Linked DNA regions of Pan paniscus: region 1 is linked to region 2. Evidence: chromatin contacts called from public Hi-C data. All regions are on one chromosome and are shown on one strand. The core of a region is the stretch at or near the end of the contact, and the rest is flanking DNA. Distances in the headings are between cores, read along the strand shown.

The links. A called contact is a pair of places that touch in the nucleus more often than the background predicts.
Region 1: a contact with region 2 is called in a Hi-C map of fibroblasts, with 4 times the contacts expected there. The contact joins the promoter of MEIS1 here to the enhancer-like site in region 2. A contact is called at or near these places in 2 of 3 Hi-C or Micro-C datasets (fibroblasts and induced pluripotent stem cells).

The regions. Positions count from the first base shown.
Region 1 is chr12:59,965,905-59,970,474 of NHGRI_mPanPan1-v2.0_pri, forward strand. MEIS1 (Meis homeobox 1) reads right to left here and starts at 2,799. Exons shown (of 12, transcript XM_055107893.2): 1 at 1,265-2,799. The coding sequence starts at 1,276.
Region 2 is chr12:59,825,786-59,830,113 of NHGRI_mPanPan1-v2.0_pri, forward strand. No RefSeq gene overlaps it. Among named protein-coding and RNA genes, the nearest start is that of MEIS1, 140 kb to the right of the region's middle. Within about 2 kb of position 2,521, at least 1 of the 2 cell types and tissues checked has open chromatin away from gene starts, as enhancers often do.

The sequences.
Region 1 (4,570 bases), core at 1,549-4,048, 140 kb after region 2:
TATAAGTGAAACTCAAAGAAGGGTAGCTTTTCCTGAACATCAGAGCTGAATTTAGAATTGGGCAATTCCCCACCCCCAAAGTTAAAGAAAATCTATAGTTGAAGCAGCTAATATTCTATTTTCTTATTTACTCTTATGAACTTTCTTTCCAGACTAGAAGTCAAGGAGGCAAATGTTACTCACCAGGTTTAAAGCAAATTCAAAAGCAAATGCACAACTTTCCATCTTCCTCTTCCAGAAAAAAAAAAAAAAACTACTTTCATATTGATTGTCATTATTTTGTGTGTGTGAAATTTAGCTATTTAGGTTTTTCTAATTGGTTCATTCCAGGCAGTTATTTTCCCAAGATTTGGAGGCGCTGAGAGTGAAATGATTTTCAAAGAAAGGAGGAATTGCCACTTTCATCTCCTTAAAGCCAGAGGTGTGAAAAGAGTTTGGAAGAACGCTGACATTTGCCTGAACCAAAGGAGTAAAGAAAAATGTGTCAGCCTAGTAACTTTCTTTTGCAAACAGGGCTTTGAGGGCCAGGACACAAATTATGCAAGGAAGGCTTTTTGTAGACCCCCTTTCTTTTAAGAAACTACCTCAGTTGGGTTGTCATTGTCTCACTTTACTCTCACTGCATTTCCATTGAAAAAGGAATATGGGGAAATTAGTATTGCATTTTTAAAGTGAGTAACTGTGTGCTTAGCTTAGTATTCAATTAGTAGAGGGCTTATCTAAGAGAAACTTGCAAAATATTGCCTTGTATACAAGTCTATACAAATTGAAATTACTATAAAAAGATGAATGTTTTCTGACCAAAAAATTGGCTATACTATGACAAAGTTATTTCCTTTAAAAAGCTGAATACTTCTAGTGATATTAAAGATGAGCATAATCAATAACATATCAGAAGTTTCCAGCTGTATATTTTAGTTTAAACATAACTTTAAACTTCTGATCTCTGAATGTTCAAATTACAGCTTTAGGTATCTAGCTTTAAAAAAAAAAAAAACCCAGATGATTGTTTGAGCTTGCATTTTTATTTATATAGCTGCTGGTTAGGAATCTATAGATAAATAGATTCCTTTAATTAACAACTCCAAGTAACATACATAAGTCTACAAATGCATTGAATAAATCCTCTCGCTTAGGCCACGGCTTTAGGAGCCTCATTTTTTAAAAGAGAGAGAGAAAAAAAGGAAACTTTTTAGCAGTGTCTTTCGGCCACGTTTCAATTTAATCTCACATTTGAGTTCCACAATTGTTTTTTAATACGTACCCTTTGCGCCATCGGCCTCTCTGGCTCCCTTCCTACTTCAACTTCTAATATATCCTCTTTAAGGCCAGTGTGAAAAGAAACAAATATTCAAACTCCCCGGGGAAAAAAAAAAAAAAAAAAAGCACGACGAAAAATCCCTTAACGTCTCCAGCAACGTGAGCTACTGGTCCCAGATCTTCGGTCTACGGGACCTGAAGCAAAGCGCCCGAGTCACTGAGCATAAAAGCGCTCCGTTTCCAAGACAGCAGCGGGGGCAAAAAAAAGCAGATCTTCTCTCCCCCAAAAATCAGTTTAAAAAAAAAAAAAAGAAAGAAAGAAAGAAAAGGAAAAAAAAGAGCGCCCCTCAGACCCAACTACCAAATCTCATGGCTTTCTGCCACTCCAGCTGTCAATCACAGGCGAGGTTGTCAACGTGGTGAATGAATGATCATCCGCTCTGTCTTCTTCTGGTCAGAACACCTCAAATGTTAATATTCAAATGCACAAAGCCCTAGCGCTCGCTTCCCTTGAATCAGTCCTAATTCCTAATCAGTTTCTCTCTTCTCTCTCTCTCTTTCTTTCTCTCCCTCTCTCTCTCCCTCTTTGCAAGTGCTGCACTGGAGGGAGATTAGAGAAGGAGGGTTAAAAAAAATGTCTGTCTGAGTTTGTCTTAAAGGAGCCACGATCGATGCTGCCCGCTTGCAGTCCCCGTGCGTGTGTAAAGTGTGTGTTGCACAGGCGGAGAGGTGGATTCCGACCAGAATGCTAGAACCCGGAAGTAGTGGTGGCCATAACAGGTCGCGTCTTACACAATGCATTGGGCTGCAGCAAGTAGGCTCCTCGGCAGGGGTGGGTGCGCGAAGCGAGCTCTGGCCGCACTGGAGAGGCAGAGAGGCGCTCCATTAAATCGCACGCCCAGGCACAAACACCACACACCCAGGGCACACGCACACAAACGCAGGCAGTAGCCCGCGGCCGCCGGCTTTATTTTCAGTATTCTTTTCTCTCCCTCCCCCTGCAGACTCTCTCCCCAAAGCCGACTCTCTTGAAATAAATTGGGAATCAACGCCGGGCAGGCAGCAGCGGGATTTATTTTGCACAGGGCTCCGCGCATAGACTTCATGACTTTCCTCGAAATTATTGGGGTCTGCCAGTGTTTTTCGGGGCAGGGGGTGATGCGCAAAGTACTGAATTCTCAGAACTAAACACTGCAAGGAGAAAAGTCAAAGCGGGATCGTGGAGGAAAAGGAGGAGGGAGAAGCCGGGTTGGGAAAGCCTCTGCTAAGGAGTCCTGAGAACATGGGGTTGAGGTGGCTCGGGCTTTCTGCAGACCCAGCTTAGAGGTTTCTTTGCTGTTAGAGGTGGACGCCCGGCCGGGGGAAAGAAAATGCTAGCATTTTGTCACTTCGGGTCTGGACTCCCCCACCTCCTAGCCCCGGCGGCTCCCAGCCCCAGCCCAGGCGTCCTGCGCGAAGTAGAGAGGAAGGGAGGGAACAATGAGCTGAGCGCGGGGAATGTGCCCCCAGCGCCTGTTTACAAACACCAAGCTATTTATGATCGCCGGAAAGCGAAACCCGGCGCGGGCTCGCAGCAGCCCAGACCTCGCGGGCGGAGCCGGGGCCAGGGAGCCGCTGGGAGGGAGGCTCTTTCTCCGACCCGCTCGGGGTGAGGCGGCCGTGCGCCCAGGGCGCGGCGCGGCGCGACGCTGCCGGAGTGCTAGGCTCGGGCTGCAGCCACCGCTGCCTTTGTCTTAGAGGCGCCGAGGGGCTCCAGCCTCGACCTCTCCCGGGCCTGTAAGAACCTCGCGCCCCACTAGCTCTTTCTCCAGCGAAGCCCTGCCCTCACCACCCCAGACATCCTTCCCCGCGCTCCTCTTTCCCGTCCCCAACCTGGCTCGGCGAAACCTCCCAGTGCCAGAGAAAAAGAAATCCGCTTCGGAAGCTGAGATTTCAGACAAAAGCTGCCTGTACCTACAACTCGGAGGCTCCAACCAACCACTGTTTTTTGTTTTGTTTTGTTTTTAACTTTAACACCTATTGCCCTGGCTTTAATTCCCCCTCACCCCTTCTCTTTATTCTCCCGCTCTAAGCTTCTCCCTTGTGATTATATTTAGTGGCATTATTTTCGTATTTATATTTCTGTCCGCTGGGCTCTGATCTGCCGAGATGGCTCAGCCGCAGCAGCTCTACCAGCGGCTGGAAACCTCACATCCACAAGCAGGGCTCGCAGCTCGCTCGGCTCCGAGAGGATTTTTCCCCCTCCCTCCAGCTGAAACCTCGCAGAAAACTCCCCCTGCTGTCGACTGGAAAATGAGCTCACCCAAATCTCGGTAGGCAGCCGTGGAGGAGTGCTCGGCCAATCAGGAGGCGCCTCCGCCCAGGCCGCCGCGCATTGGCTGCGGGGAAAATCAATTATCAAATAATCGATCAGCAGGGAGCTTCGATCTGCGGGGAATGCGAACTGCCAGTCCCTATTCCCGCCCTTAAGGTGGCCAAAAGGCTGACTCCCTCCAAGCACCCCGCCCGCGCCTCCAACGCCCCCACCCACGTCCCACTCGCCAGCTGCGGACTGAACCCTCACCCTCAAGGGGGTGTAGGTAGGGAAAGAGTTTTGAGAAAGATTGGGGGTATCCCTTCATCCGAAGATTGTTTGGGAAAGGTTAGGAGCTCTAAAATGTATTGAAGCCAACTCTTAAGCGCAAAGTAAAAGATAATTTGCGTCCGTCTGCGAGGTAGGACTGAAGATTCTATAGAGTGGGCTTCCGAGGAGCAGGAGACACAGGGCGAGCATCAGAACATAGGTCTGGAATGAGGTTCCACCGTGCGTCCGTAGTCTCCTTAGGCGACATCTATCGCTTCCTTTAGCACTTCGCAGGAGTCAACGCGGGGTTGGTTGCCCCCAACAGAGGAGCGTTTCCATAAAGCCGAGCAGATGAGCCTTCCCAGCCGCCTGCACTGCACCCTTCCCCGCCCCCAACTCCGTACTGGCACCGTGTGTGCCTGAAGGGCTGACACACGTTCTCCCAAAACCTTCAGAAGCGCTTTGCCTTGAAAGAGCTCTCCCTCTGTGTGTGTGTGTGTGTGTGTGTGTGTGTGTGTGTGTGTGTGTTTAAACCATCTCCAGGATCCCTTATCATTTGCTTCCTCTTTTTTCTCTCTGTTTCTCCCTGTCTTTTTTCTGACGCTTAAGTTTCAGGATCTTTTAGTTTTTTTCCATCACATACATGTGTAGGTTTTCTGGCGCAAACGCCCTGAAACATCACTTGGGAGGTTAAGACAGGCCCGCGAGTAAAAGCTGGGGACGGAGTGGGTGGGCAGCCAGGTGCAT
Region 2 (4,328 bases), core at 1,271-3,770:
GGGCGCGGCAAGCCAGAATCAAGGCCCTAAAAATGCTTCCCCCATCTCCCCACTGAGACCCCCAGGGTACTATTTTCAGAGCAAAGGCGCTTTAAAGCTCAGATGTTGGCGAACTGATTGCTCAATACGTTGTTTGTTTTTCCTTTCAGCTCCGCCTAGGGAGAGAATGTTTCAGACTCCTTGGCGGGTAGAGCGGGCCGAAAAGGGAGCCCTCCCTCTCCCAGCCATCAGCTGTCTTCCTCAGGTCCCCGACCCCCCCTTTCTCGCTCACTACTTTTTCCCCAAACCCTGGGATTCCCAGGCTCCTGTAGTCTCCGCACCGTGGCCACCTTAAGTGAAACGCGCCGCTAGCAGCCAGTGGGTAAGGCATGGCATGGGAGACGAGAATGAGACAAGGAAAAGTGCCCAGCCAGGCAGGGCGCCCCACTACCCAGTTCCACGCCTCTCTCCATCGGCGTCCAAGCGCCTACCCGGGAGCTTTGCAGCATGAAGTTACGTTTTTACTGCCTTCCCGTGGGCCAAGGGCCTGAGGGTATCCGAAAGGATGGGGAAATTTGCAGAGCTTTTAAACTGATCCTGAGGAGCTTCTGCCTAAGGCGTCGGGGTGCTGTCTACGGCTTCCCGGCTGCGGCTCCAGACTCCGGCACTCTCCTCCCAACGCCCTCCTAGCGGGCCGTGCACGCGTTCCATGTGCCCCCCAGCCCCCAGGCTCTCTGGGTCGCGCTCCCAGGGCCACTATGGGACTCTGGAGTCTGGGGCCCCCGATGTGGCAAAGTCTATTAGGAAGTCTCCGGGCTACTACAAAGCACTCCGTGAGGTTCCGGGGAAAGAGCGCCCGGACCTGCACCCAGGAGGTGCCTCTCCACAACCTCCTTCGCAGACCCCTGGTCGCCCCATCTCCAGAGACAAAGTCAACAGTCCCTTAGACTAGACTCTCAGATGGGGGTGAGGGCAGGAGGGTAAGGCAGGCGCCCGTGCAACCACCTCCCCACCCCCCGCGGCCAGAGCTGTGGTCTCGGGGCAAAGACCTGCCCGCCCACGCACTGGGGCCTAGGCCGGGACCCAGCGCATCGAGGGACTCAGGGGTAGCACGTCCTGGCTGGAGCTCTGCGCAGTTGCCCGCTGGATTTCCTCTCGGGGCACGGAGCCGGGCCCAACCCCAGGACTGGAGCCTATACCCTTCCGCTCCTCCCGTAGACTTGGGGGACACTGCACACAGCAACTAACCCCGATCGCAAAGTCGAGCGCGAGGTCTGCACGCCGCGTGGGAGACGCGAGAGGGAGGGGGAGGGCAGGGCTTGCGTTTTTCCTTTTCAGAATCCTTCGACTTCACTACGAAGTTTGCTGGTAGGCGCCTCTGCTCCGGGGTCGGAGCCTCCCACCAAGGCTCCTTCCCCTCCCCTTCTCCCCGCCCCCGCGAGCCGAAGCAGCCGCAGCCTCCACCAGGACCCGGCCGCCCGCTCGATCCCCCTGACCCGGACCCTGCGCCCAGGTTGCAGCGCCGCCCTCCCGGCCTTGCCCCCGGGCTCGGCTGGGGGCTCTTTTCCCCGGGGCGAAACTCGCCCGCCTGGCTCACTTCAAGGAGACACCCGCTGCCTCCCGAGGAACTCCTAATACCATCCATACAGCTTTAATGCGTTTATAATTCGATAAGTGATTTCAATTTGAAATTGTTAGTAACTAATTTTATGGGTAATTTTTCCACATCAAATATTTAAGCATCAGATTAAGGGAGCCAGTTCCGACACTGGATAATAAGGGGGTTTCCCCCACTCCCGCGCCTCCGCCTCCCTCCGTTTCCTACCGAGTCGTTTTTCGAAATCCCCAAAAGATGGCAGTCGAAGCCGACTTTCCTCTTTTCCTGTGGCTCTGCGAAGGGAGGGGGAGAGAGGAGGATGGGGGAGTGCGAGAGTGGGGGGCGGAGAGAGAGAGAGACAGAGAGAGAGAAGGAGGAGGAGGAGGAGAAGGAGAAGAAAAAAAGGGGGGAGAGAAAAGCTAGACGGTGCATGGACTTTTCAGACGAATTCTTTCACACGTTTCTAATACAAGCGAAAAGCAGTGGTGAATTTCCTGGAAAAGTCCTGGCAGAAATGAAAGCCAAAAAACGTGCCTTGTGGCCTCAGGGTACGGGATGTGAGAAACTCAGCACATTCAAGCTAAATCTTCATTTTAGAACAGGAGAGGGAGAGGGAGACCCAGAGAGGAACCGACTCGACTGACTTTAGGGTCTTTCTTTGTATTTTAACATTGTATATAAATACTACACAACTAGGCAACGTGTTTCCTCGAGGACGGGACTCTGCGCATTACATAATGAGGGGAAAGAGGTAGGGGTGGGGAAGGGGAAGGGGTGGGGGCAGACTGCAGCGGGCGGAGGGGAGACTGGGGCGAGCAGCGGATGAATTGCAGACCAGTTGCCAAAACTTTTTTTTTTTTCCCTGCTGCTGCTGCTGCGGCTGCCTTTGCTGCTGCCTTTGCTTTGAATGTGGGTAACTAGGAAACAGCAAGCCGTCTGAGAAGACGGAATTTCCAACGTGTAAAATGTTCTTAACGGAACCATTGAGCGAGTGCAATAAGGCGTGAGGGGGAACTAATCTTCCCATTTAAATGTTTGTGGCAATTTTATCTAAATGAATTTTAATGCTAAACGAGGGTAATTCCCCATTTGTAGCGCGTTTACTTCTCTTTCCTGTGCTTCTAAAGCAGTCGAACATCATGCAATGAACAATAACAATAAAAATACTGTCAAGGCATATTATTCATTTTGAATGTGTTATAATTACAGCTGATTAAATATGATAGGGTAAAATATTTTTAATTTTTTGAAAAAAATTTAAATCATATTAAAAAGTAGTCTCATTCAGCCAGAGCCAGCCCCCTTTCCACCCCCCCCCACCCCCCCACCACCAAATAAAAATAAAAACCAGGTACAATTTTGTGCCCTTGTTTAGAGGAGGGCGTTTTGTTTTTGCCTTTTAGGAAACATCAAAAACACTCTCAGCACCTCTATTATTTGCCTCTTTCGGATAAGTGTCCTCAATAACCTTCGAGCTGGCTCTGAAATTTACAAGAGGAAAAGCTAAAATAGCATTAAGAGGGGAGGGCATCGAGGCAGGGGAAGAAAGGAACTGCGAAGAGCGAGGCTCTCACCTAAATGGCTCACAGAGGGGGAACTCACGGAAATAGCAGTTTATTTTTTCTAATTCCTGGACACTGCTGATCTCGATTCTTCAGAATCACCATATTCCCTAACTACTCTTCACTTGTAAACCTCCCTCCCCTAGCGCCTCTCTCTTTCTCTCTGTCTCTCCCTCTCGCCTCTCTCCCTCTCCCCACCACACCTCCTCCCCTTTCTTTCCCTCCCCCACCCATCCTGAGCCTCCTCAGGAATAAAGGCTGAAAATAACCAACTCACCCGGGCATGTACTGGGGAGGAGGAGCAAATAGACAGTTAGTTTATAAAGTTTATTATTAATTTTTAAAGTAAATAAATGGTTGTTAACTGCTAGCAACCACCTATCAAAAGAGAATGATTTCACTCACATCGACTATTTAGGTAGAGGAAGAATTGCCACTAGGTCAACAAGGGAGATTTAAACAATCCCATCTATGGGCTGGGGACGGGTAGAGGCGCTGCCAGAGATGGCTGCAGTAGGCTGAGCCTTGCTCTCTGCGCATCCACGTGTTTAGAAACAAGGCCCCATCAGCAAAAGGTGAGAATGCATTGCTACTCCAGCAGGTGAGTCAGTCAATCACACATCACCTAGTAAAGCCAACCCACAGCTGGTTTCTCTTTTCGAATAGAAAATAGAATTGCTAAGGGCCGGTTTATAGGGTGACTTGGGCCTGAATGTCAGACTTGAGTTTAAGGCTCTCTCTCCTCCGACCCATCCTTTGTTTACAAAGCAATCACTACTGAAAGGCTTATTTTTTAAAACGAATTTGCCTTAATTAAAATATTTGTATATTTTCCTTAGCTTTGGGAAGCACTTTTTATAGCAGCAATTTTATTTAAATAAAATTATAAGCTATTCCAGCTTAAACATATTATTTTCTACCATTTAGCCGGCTGCCATGCAGAAATCTTGTACAGCTGTTCTGGAAAATTGGTTAATAACCAGTTTTATCCAATGAGAACATAGAGCATATTTATAAAAATTAGATTTTGAAGTCTGGTCTCTTCAATTCGTGTAGTTAATTTCCTAATAAACATATACTGCTCATCCTAGGTAACATCCTTTAGTAAAAGACTTAACTTTGTACTTAGGTTTGCCTTTATGTGCAAGAATAATTTCACTGATATTAGATGAGTAATTCTGTTGGATGTA